3 separate regions of the Oryctolagus cuniculus genome follow, and all the other regions are linked to region 3. A link is a contact called in public Micro-C data. All regions are on one chromosome and are shown on one strand. The core of a region is the stretch at or near the end of the contact, and the rest is flanking DNA. Distances in the headings are between cores, read along the strand shown. Region 1 holds the start of CCDC102A (coiled-coil domain containing 102A). Region 2 holds the start of COQ9 (coenzyme Q9). Region 3 holds the start of CPNE2 (copine 2).

Region 1 (3,337 bases), core at 140-2,639, 350 kb before region 3:
GCCACAGGAAACAAAGGCCAGAGCAGCCACACAATTCCAGACCGGCCACCAGCGCTGATGGGAGCCACACGGCCCCAGGGACAGCTGACGCCAGCCGACGAGCAGGTGCAGCCCTGCACGGAAGACACGAAGCAAGTGAACGGACAAGCAGAACTGCGGGTCTTGCAAAATGCATGCTATCTCGCCAAATTCTCAGAAGCAGTATCAGAGGAACAGGGCAGCCACCGGCCACAACATCTGGGAAGGAAGTGGCCAAGCCCTCCCAAGGAGAACCACTGCCCCACTGAAGCGCGCAAAGTGACCCTTGGGGCTTGGGGAGGCCGTTGAAGACTTCTCCTTGCTGCAGGAACATGAGGTCAGAAGGGAAGGATGATCTCTCCTGGACTTTGTTGAGGAAACAAAGACTTCAAACATCAGCATTTGACACCAGTTCTCCCTTCACTCTAATGGGTCCTTGGCCGCAGTTAGGATCTGCTGTGGGCTAGGAGTGGTATCACGCACGGCTCAGCAGACTAAGCCTGCTTCCCAGGTCGGCAGGCATCCCATATCGGTGCTGGGTCCAGGCCCACTCACTCCACTTCGGATCCAGCTCCCTGCTAATCCGCCTGGGAAAGCAGTGGAGGATGGCCCAAGTCCCTGCATCCACGTGGGAGACCTGGCAGAGGCTCCTGGCCCAGCCGCAGCCCCTGTAGCCAGCTGGGGAATGAACCAATAGCCGGAAGATATCTCTGACTGCCCCTAACTCTGGCTTTCATATAAAAAAATATTTAAAAAAGAAAGGAGCTATTGGTAACCTAGGGTAAAACTAACTTACCTTCGTAATGTTTCATTTCTTTTTCTAGGCAAAATCTCAATCTATCAATGTTAGGACCTCGTTTTGGGGAGGGGTCTTTTAAACATGTCCACCTCAGGCGGCCTTCCAATGGACAGGATGGGGGGGGGACCTCAGACACCCTCTTCCTTGCCAGGACTGCAGCCACTCTACCCCCAAACAGAGGGAACCCCAAAACAGCTAGACGCCCGGGGTCCTCCAAGCCTCACTGCACACGGGAGTCTGCGGCGGCCGCCTCAGGTGCCCCACCACGAGCTGCGTGGGTCAACTCTGCGGTTTTGCAAATGGGGAAACTGAGGCCGGCTGAGGCCACAGGCCTGCGGGCCCGCGTCCTTTCGGTGCGGACAACAGAAGTGGGCTTGGGAAGCGCGCCCCACGTGTGGAGCCCGGGACCCGCCTGGAATGTCGCCGGCGCTCCGGGAAACCTGAGGCGGGAACGCCGAGCCCCCGCGGGCCCCCGACCCTGCCTCCGGTCCCCCCCCCCATCCCGGCCCCCACGCAGGGGTGGGGCCTCCGCAGGGTCTGCTTGGCTCTCCAGCTCGGGCCGCGCCCCTCGCCCCGAAGCTGGGCTACGAGGCCCACAAGTAGCCGGGGTCACCGCGGGGCCACAGCGGTGCTCGCGCCGGGGCCCCGCTGCGCCCGCCCCGCCGGCTCCCCTCCTTCCCCTCCCCCCAGGAGGGAGGAGGAGACTCCGCGGCCCTCCCTCGGCCCTCCCGGCGGCAGCCGCAGCCAGCCCCGTGCCCACTCCACCCAGCCCGGCGGGTAGGACGTCCGGAGCCCGCCAGTCCCGGCTCGAGGTGAGCGGGGGCGGAGGGCGCAAAGTCACCGCGGCTCGGGAAGTCGCTGCGGACCGCGCACCTTCCGCGGGAGGGGAGGGGTTAAGTTGGGGGGAGGCGTGCTGGAGGAGCGGGAGCCAGCGGGGCGCCCGCGGCAACCCCCAAACTTCGAACGGAACTTTCTAGCCCTCTCCTTTGGCACAGGCGGCTCTTGGGGGGGGGATCTCGAGCCCCGGGCCAGGAGGGGCTGCCGGGCGGCTGGGGGAGGGGGCCGCCCTTGGAATGCTGCGGGCTGGCGGCGGGAGGGGGCGGCGGGCGGGGGCGGAATTTGGAACTCTCCCGGGGGACCCAACGTGGTCACCATGGCGAGCGCGGGATGGACAGGAGGAGTTGGCCAATCAGAGCACGATACCACCGCCCCAGACCTGTGGTGGCTGCCAATGGGGGCGCACCAAGGAGGAGGTGGGCGGGACTGCCCCGCGCTGGACGGAGGGCCCGCCGCCCGCCGCCCGCCGATAGGTGGAGCCGGGCGGCTCCTAGGGCCGAGGTGGCCGGGGAGGGGTCGACCAAGTTGAAGGCCAAGGCGATTGAGAGTGATGGGAAGCAGAAGCTGATTTCTGAGTTAGGGCAGGTGGAAGGGCGGCTCCGGGCCAGGAGAGGGGAACGGGCCTCGGTTGTCCCGCCGTGGTGACAGTGCTGTTAAATGGCATCAACCACAAGACCCCTGCCCCATGGGGCTTCAGTTTCTCTACCTTTATGTGGGGTCGCAGCCCCACCGCCACCTCCCAGGAGTGTTGTTGGGAGCGAATTGGTTTGGGTTGGTTCAAGGTCTGCCCACCTGCTGGACAGAACTTTTAGGAATTCCTTTAGTGCCTCGTCCCATCCTATAGGTAGGGAAACCGAGGCCCAGAGAAGGCCAGGGACCCGCAGGGATCACACAACATGTCGATGGCAGAGGGGGAAGGAGCTGGTGAGTAGTTTAAGGAGTTGCTCAGAGGGTTGGGGCTGGAGCAGAACCCCACCCCCCCCGCTGGCATCCGCCTGCCCCTCCCCGCCCCAGCTGGGCTTGTCCCCTTGGCCTGGTGCCTGAGCACCCTGTGTCACAGGTGCCCCCAGGAGCATTGCACTGCAGGTAGTTGTGACCCAGGAGGGGCAGCGTCCAGTCCCAGTACTGGCTCTGCAGCTGGTCTGTGTGAGCACAGCCCTGGGACCAGCTGGCCCACGCGTACAGAAGGGATCTGGGCTCACCAGGGATCCAGGGTGTTGTTAGGGCTCCTGCGTCTGAGATGGGGGTACCTGGGAGCAGGCCAGGAGTGTGCCTGCCCTGAGCTTAGGTCCAGCCCCAAGGCCCAGCCCCCCTCCCGCGATCCCTCACGGTCCCACGCTGGAGGTCCTGCAGCTGGAGCCTGAGCTGCAGGTCAGAGGGACAGGTGCCCACAGACTGCGGCTGACCAGCCTTGGGCCCTGCACTTATCCAATCAGGCTGTCCATTGTGGTTTCCTGCTGGGCCCTGCTCCTGCCCGCAGCCAGGCCTGTGGCCATGGGCACAGCCCAGAGCCTTACCTGCAAGATTCTGGGAGGACGGAGGCTGGTTCTGAGCTGGGGGAAAGTTGGGGCCCCCACCCCTTCCCATCCCCACAGCTGGCCCCCATCCAGGTCTTAGCACTGCTCCCTGGATAGTAAAAGACCCATCCAAACGGACAAAGGACAAAACACGGGTTCCTCAGGC
Region 2 (3,211 bases), core at 136-2,635, 270 kb before region 3:
TTTCAAAGCCACTTCCAGACTGTCAGGTGTTTCTCACAGGAGTACCACCCTTCTGGTACCCACATCTGTCTCGGTTAACTCAGGATGCCGTTACAAACGACCGTGATAAGCAAAAGACACGTATCTTCCCATCATTCCGGAGGCTGGAAGCCCAAGACCAAGGTTCCTGCCAATCTGCATCAGCTGGACTCTCAAGGCCGCGGCCAGTTCAGCCGACTCCTGTTCCCACTCTAAGTCCTCACGGATGGAAATCTGTCCCAGCTACGCCACCTGGCGTCCAGCTTTGTCTCTGACACGTGTTTAGTTCTCACTACCCTGTTGATGGACACCTTTTGCTATTATGAATAAGGCTGGTACGAATACACTTATGCACACCTTTTTGTAGACTTGTAGATGGGACAGATCGTTTTCTGTTGGGTAAATACTTAACACAGGCATTGATTTTACTAAAGATCTTTAATTGGACATTGTGTATGAAAACAAAATGGACACTCATCTTTTACAAAAAAAAAACTACACAATAACTCAGGAAACTTTTTAAAAAGAAATAGGATGATACATAGTAAAAATACCAACATTTTCTTATATGCAAAGAAAAAAAAAACTGGAGAAAACTTTGAAATGAAAAGGGGGAGGCCCCACAGGAGGGGCCGCTGAGACGTGAGGAGAAACACAGGCGACTACATCAAGAGTTGTTAAGTTAATGCGACAGTGCACACATTCCATTTACGAAGGGTGACACCGCCTTTCCATTTATGTAGTGATGCAAAGGTCCGTTCCTAAGAACTCGGACACAGAAATAAAAACACGGAGCCTACAGCAGCACAGGTGGTAAGCGAATATCCCAGAGTTGGCGAAGGGCGGGGACAGGACCGGCTGCAGGGAACCAAGGTCCTCCCAGCGGTCCTGCCCGGCGCTTGGCAAAGGGGCCGAGAACGGCCGCGCCTGCCAGGCCCGCAGCCGACGAGCTGTGTGACCTTGGGCGTCCCCAGCCCTCGCTGAGGCTCCGTCAGCTCCAAGAAACGGGGGTGACAGGCCCTGCGCCAGCGCTCTCGTCCCTCACAGCTCGAGATGAAGACCAAAGCCGGCCACACAGCCCGCTCCAGCTCGCGACGCCGGGGACTCCGCGCTGCTGCCCTTCACTTCACCTTGCTCGCCGGCCGCCACGACGGCACCTCCCGCCCCGCACCCAGCTCCCGCCGCCTCGAGCCTTCTCCCTGCTCCTCCCTTTTCCCCGACTCAGCCTCGGGCTCACCCGGCAAGCACCGCAGCTGCAGGAGCCTCCAGCCAGCCCGGCCCAGCACGCCCGACACCGCCGCCGCTGCCGCCATCTTGGAAGCGGGCACGCCGCTGGCGGCGACGCAACGGGCAGCGTCAGGGCCGCGCCGCGGCCACTTCCGCCCTCTTGACGTCGCGCCGCCTCCGCCTCTCTCGAGCGGCGCGAGGCGCGGAGCCGGTGGCCGCGGAGAAACCCGGAGCGAGCTCGGGCGGCAGGTGAGCGCGGTTGGGGTGATCTGAGAGCCCGACCTTCCCCAACGGTCCCCTCCCGGCTCACCTTGCGTCACAGCCTCTCCTTTCCTAGCCCCAGCCCCGTCCCGCCGTGGCACGCTGGCCACGGCTGCTTCCCTGAGGACCCTGGAGGGCTTGTACCCTGGAAAGCGGGTGTGAGGGGCCGGCCGGCCTGCCCTGGGCTCCGGACGCTGGGGCTTCAGCCCTTTCCTAGGCTGCTTTGTTTCTCGAACGTCCGCTCCCGGGAACAGCACTCTGAGAAGGAAGATTCTCCGAGCTGGGACCCGAGAAACCCAGATCTTAAACCTGCTTTTACCCGTAGCCACTGCTGTGACCTTGGGCCTCAGTCTCCGGTTTTCGGGTCTCGGAAGGTACATGGTGACAAAGCACCAAAGCTTGGGGCCCACACGTTGGACTTCTGAGCCTGTGACCTGTCCGAGCCCCCAGGGTTTGGAGTCGAGTCGCTCCCAGACTTGGGAGATCCGGGGAGCCCTGTCTGCTGCCCGGGGAGTCGAGTCACTTGGTCTGGGTGTGCCCCGCCGGTGCGGAGGAACGTCTGGGATGGCCGGTGTTCGTTCTCACATTGCTTGGGGGCTCCAGGAGGCCACGGTGCGGTCACGGATCACAAATGCGGGTAGCAGCAGGGAAGACCTAACAGGGAGCAGTGAGCGGTTTTGGGATTAGGGGTCAGGGACGACAGGAGCATGTCATCCTGTAGATTGTGTGTGTTCGCAGCTAGGCCCTGCCTTTGTAGTAGGTGGAAGCTGTGCTTTGCGCCCCTCTGATGAGCTCCTGTGGTCTTTCTAACCATCCTGTCCCCCCTGCGTCAGCGTGGCAAAGACCTCCCAAGCCAGAACTCTGCCCAGACGTTAGAATGCCAGGTCCACACCGCCGGGTTTAGGTAAAGCCGCAGCGATCTCTTCGGGAGGTTTTGTTTTCTGAGTTTTGTCCACTGGTCTTCGAAGGAGCCTCTCCTATGGGAGCAAACTCCTGAGTGTCCTTTGTGAAACCTTGTCCCTGACCCCCAGCTAATGACCTGGAGACACAGTCTTCCATTTCTTTCTTTTTTTTTTTTTTTTCCTTTTGGCTGCTTTTATCCATAAGAGGGGCCGAACGCCTCAAGGTTGGATGCTCACTGGGTTTCTTGAACAAGTGCCTCTCCGGAAGTGATTCTCAGGCCTCGCCTTGTGCTGCCTGCCTGTGACAGTTCCTAAAAGCTGTGGGGCCTGTGTGTGTGGACAAGGTCAGCGGCGTGACTGGCTTCTGCCCCACCTCTCTGTAGTCATGAGTCACAGCTTCTGAGTGTGTGGCTTAGGTGCCAGCCACTTTTTCCTTATAGGTTTTTGTTTTTAAAGACAGATTTCACAGCCATAGCACAAAGCTCTGATGATGAAAAGTATCACACTTTGGCTTTTAGATATTTAGAAGAACATTGTTGGCTGTTTTATTTGGAAAATGTTCACTGAAAACAGGTGGCTGTGCCTGTTCCTTGAGGATCGGTGTTTAACAAGTTATGTTATGAGCCAGCCCTCTCTCTCCATCAGAGGATTATTGGGGGAACACAGGAAGCAAAGCATTGATGTTTGCCTAATTTTCTGCCGCAGTCCTACCCCAGGGCTGTCCAAGGTGTCACAATGTGCGGCTCTTACCCTGTAGAGCTGACAGTGAGAAAGATGCTTCCCGTAGTTCCCTGCGGAGTCAC
Region 3 (3,244 bases), core at 167-2,666:
GGCACCCTGGGACCCCACCGGCTCCCCTGTGGACAGTGAACAGCTGCCACAGGATCTGGTGGCCCCTTCCCCCGCGGGTGCCAGCCATGATCGCGGGGTCACCCGACCTCCAGGCTCCCACGGAGCCCACGCTGCCTTTTCTGTGGCCCAAGGGGGAGAGAGCTGGATTCTTGGAGTGCTTCTCCCCTGACGCAGCAGCCCCCGCGCAGTCTGCAGGGCTGAAAGGAGGGGAGAGGGGAGACCTTGATGCTGGCCTGGGGGGGGTTCTCAGGAGGAGACCCTGCCTGGCAAGATGCCAACAGCCACTGACGCTGTGGATGCCCAAGAAGCCCACAGCCCTTGGCCATGGCTCACACCCCCAGATGAGCCAACACCAGTGCTGGCAAAATAACTGGCCCCGCGGGGAGTTCTCAAGAGCCCCGGCCCTTTGCCGAACCCCAAATACACTCGGGGCACGGGAGTCAGACGGTAAGAGGAACCTCTAACTGCTGCCCGTGACCTTGGGCAAATCACAGTCCCCCTGGCGTGGTCCCTTACCCAAAAGGAGAGCTTGCCGACTGCGGGGGGCGGGGAGGAGGGAGGAGGGTCGGGAGACCCTTCTGTCTCGGGGAAGGAACCCTCGTAGCCGTCGTCGTCGCCGCCGCCGTCGCCGAGGGGACTGGAAGAAAAGGCCTCGTTCCCTCCCCCTCACCTCACACAGGTGCCAAGACAGCTTTTGCGCAAAAACTAGTTTGCAAACACGCTCCGACTTCTGGGAAGCCGCCCAGTTCCACGCCCCCCTCGGGTTCCCCTTCCCGGGCTGGGAACCCGACCTCCGGCTCTTCCGCGGGGCACGGGCTGGGGCGGGGAGGCGGCTGGGGCTCGGGGCTCGGGGCTCGGGACGCGGAAGGGGCGCGCTGCCAGCCCTCCCGAGCTTCGCGACCGAGGCCGGAGGCTCCTCGAAGAGCCTAGGTTCGGACCCCGGAGGGCGCACCCCGTTCCGGCACCCGGTCGGTCCGCCCTCCCCCCGCCCCGCAGTCCGGGCGGAGGCGGAGCGCCCCCGGGTGGCCGGGGCGGAGCTGAGTCACTCAAATGCCAGAGTCTGGGTGGGCGCGGGTGGCCGGACGCAGGGCGCCGCGGCCCCCCAGGCGGGGCCCAGCCTCTCCTGGACCCGCCAAGGGCGCCGCAAGCCGGGCCCCCGGGCTGAACTAGAGCCCTCGGGCCCCGCCCTCCCCTTGGCCGCTCGGGCCCCCACTCACCGTGTGTCCCGCGGGCGCCGCCGCCCTCACCACGCGGCTGCCGCTGCGCGCGCTCCGAGCCGCCGGGGCATCCCCGGGAGCTCCCTTGCTCGGCCGGGCCCGCGGGCGCGGGACGGGCTCAGGGCCCTGCCCGCGCGGCCATGCCGGCTCGCGTGCGCTCGCAGTCGCTCGGGGTCCGGGGCTCCTCCCGGGCCGGGCGGGCTGGCGGCGGCGGCGGCGGCTCGGGCTCCTCCCTCCGGTCGAGGGGGGGTTGCGGGGCGGGAAGCGGGGAGGCGAGGCGGGCGCTTCCTGAAGGGGCGAGCGCTCTCCCACGAGCGCAGCGGGGGCGCTGTCCCGCCCGGAGCCCAAGGTTCGAGGCCCGAATCGCAGCGCCCGCACGGTGCAGGCTGGGAGTCCGCGGATCGGGACGCCGGGGGTTCGCGCCCTCCCCAGGCCTGCTTCGCCGTGGCGCCTGCCGCCTCCAGTGCCCAGCGCTTTGCTCTCGGGGCTGCACGCGGGAACCGAGGGATGGGCTCAGCCCTGGCCTACGTGGGGTGGGGGGCAGGGCTCCGGATGCCGGCTGGACCCCAGACGCGGGTGGGCGCCCCTCTGCGCCCTCGGGGGACGCGCCGCGGGGCTTGGCCCTGGGCGGTCTTGGGCAGCGCTAGGACCGCGGTGTGTTTGGTCGTTGTTTCTATAGCAAAAGAGCTCACATTTTCTCGCCGCCGGAGACAGGGACGATGACATGATTCTGTGACACGGACGAGCGGACCACAACGGACAGGAACGGGGCCCGGGGCTGGACCACAACGGACAGGAACGGGGCCCGGGGCTGATCGGCGTCTGGGAGCGTCTGGAGCCTCCCTTGGCTCCCCTAGAAGAGGCGTAAGCTCCGGGCGCCCTCGGGCGGGTTCACCACCGGGCGGGCGGCAGACAGCCGAGGGGTGCGGTGCGGCTCACCGGGAGGCCCTCCAGACGGGGAGCCCGTGGGCCGCAGAGGGTTAACGTCTAGCGCTTGTTTGGGTCGTGGGTTTTCCATTCCGGGCAGGTGAGGGTTAAAGTGGGAGCCTCGCCGCATGGGTGAGTCACTGGCACTCTGCAGCCTCGGAGGGGCGGCCACCGAGCACCCCCAGGGCTGCGAGCTGCGATCCCCAGCCTGCCTCTCCTCCATCCAGCCTGCCTTTATGCACGCTCCCCTCTTCCTTCCTCTGAAAGTGTCAGAGCCCTCTGCCCCCCTCCGGAGAAAACCAGCCGAGAACCAGCTCCAGGCTCATTTCCTCCAGGCAGCCTTCCCGGATTTCTTTGCCCTCAAAATCCCTTTCTTCCAACAGGAGAGCCAGTCGCAGGGGTGGACAGTGCTCAGGAGGCTTACGGGAGGCCAGTCTAGGGTCCTGGATAAAAAGTGCAGAAGTTGGAGGTGGGGTGGGACAGAAGACCCAGCTCAGCCCTGGGGCTCAGCCAGGCTTCCTCTAAGAGGCCAGCTGAATGGGCAAGTTGGGCGTGGTGAGGGGAGGGGAATCCTGGATCTCTGGCCAAGGACACAGACGGCAAGGCCGGTCACAGCAGTGCCACTCCTAGGTGTGTCCCCAGGAGGACCCACATGAAGACCTGTGATATGCAGATGTTCACGGGGTGGGATTCCTGGGAGCCCAGGAGTAGGAACAAGGCCATGTCTTTCAGGTTATGAAGTGACAGTTAGGGGTGTGGTATTGGGCCACGGTGCCCCCCGCAGTGCAGGTGAACTGTGCGTGCGGGAGGCTGAGTCAAAGCAGACGGTCCCACACGTGTCATGTGACCACTGGACGGAAGGTCTGGAACTGTCAAGTCCATGGATGGAGAACGCACGTTCGGGGCTGCCTACAAAGGGAGAGGGGTGCTTTGCTAGGGTGACAGGGTTTCTTTGGGGCAGACGGATAAAAATGCTCTCAAGGTGTGTGTAGTGGAGGTTAAAATGCCACCCAGGACACCCTCGGCCCATGCCGGAGTGCCTGCTGGTGCGCACCCTAGGAGGCTGCGGGCGAGGGCTC

What was found. Hi-C and Micro-C count contacts between places; a contact is called where the count stands out from the background.
Region 1: a contact with region 3 is called in a Micro-C map of ear pinna, with 2.6 times the contacts expected there. The contact joins the promoter of CCDC102A here to the promoter of CPNE2 in region 3. A contact is called at or near these places in 2 of 6 Hi-C or Micro-C datasets (ear pinna and an unstated tissue).
Region 2: a contact with region 3 is called in a Micro-C map of ear pinna, with 5 times the contacts expected there. The contact joins the promoter of COQ9 here to the promoter of CPNE2 in region 3. A contact is called at or near these places in 4 of 6 Hi-C or Micro-C datasets (ear pinna, psoas muscle, skin fibroblasts and 1 more).

What each region holds. Positions count from the first base shown.
Region 1 is chr18:41,070,379-41,073,715 of mOryCun1.1, reverse strand. It overlaps CCDC102A (coiled-coil domain containing 102A), which reads left to right and starts at 1,389. Exons shown (of 9, transcript XM_051846800.2): 1 at 1,389-1,629.
Region 2 is chr18:40,997,228-41,000,438 of mOryCun1.1, reverse strand. COQ9 (coenzyme Q9) reads right to left here and starts at 1,385. Exons shown (of 9, transcript XM_017342242.3): 1 at 1,256-1,385. The coding sequence starts at 1,331. It overlaps CIAPIN1 (cytokine induced apoptosis inhibitor 1), which reads left to right and starts at 1,363. Exons shown (of 9, transcript XM_002711542.5): 1 at 1,363-1,494.
Region 3 is chr18:40,722,534-40,725,777 of mOryCun1.1, reverse strand. It overlaps CPNE2 (copine 2), which reads right to left and starts at 1,416. Exons shown (of 17, transcript XM_051846795.2): 1 at 1,239-1,416. LOC138846395 (a long non-coding RNA gene) reads left to right here and starts at 1,606. Exons shown (of 2, transcript XR_011383872.1): 1 at 1,606-2,102.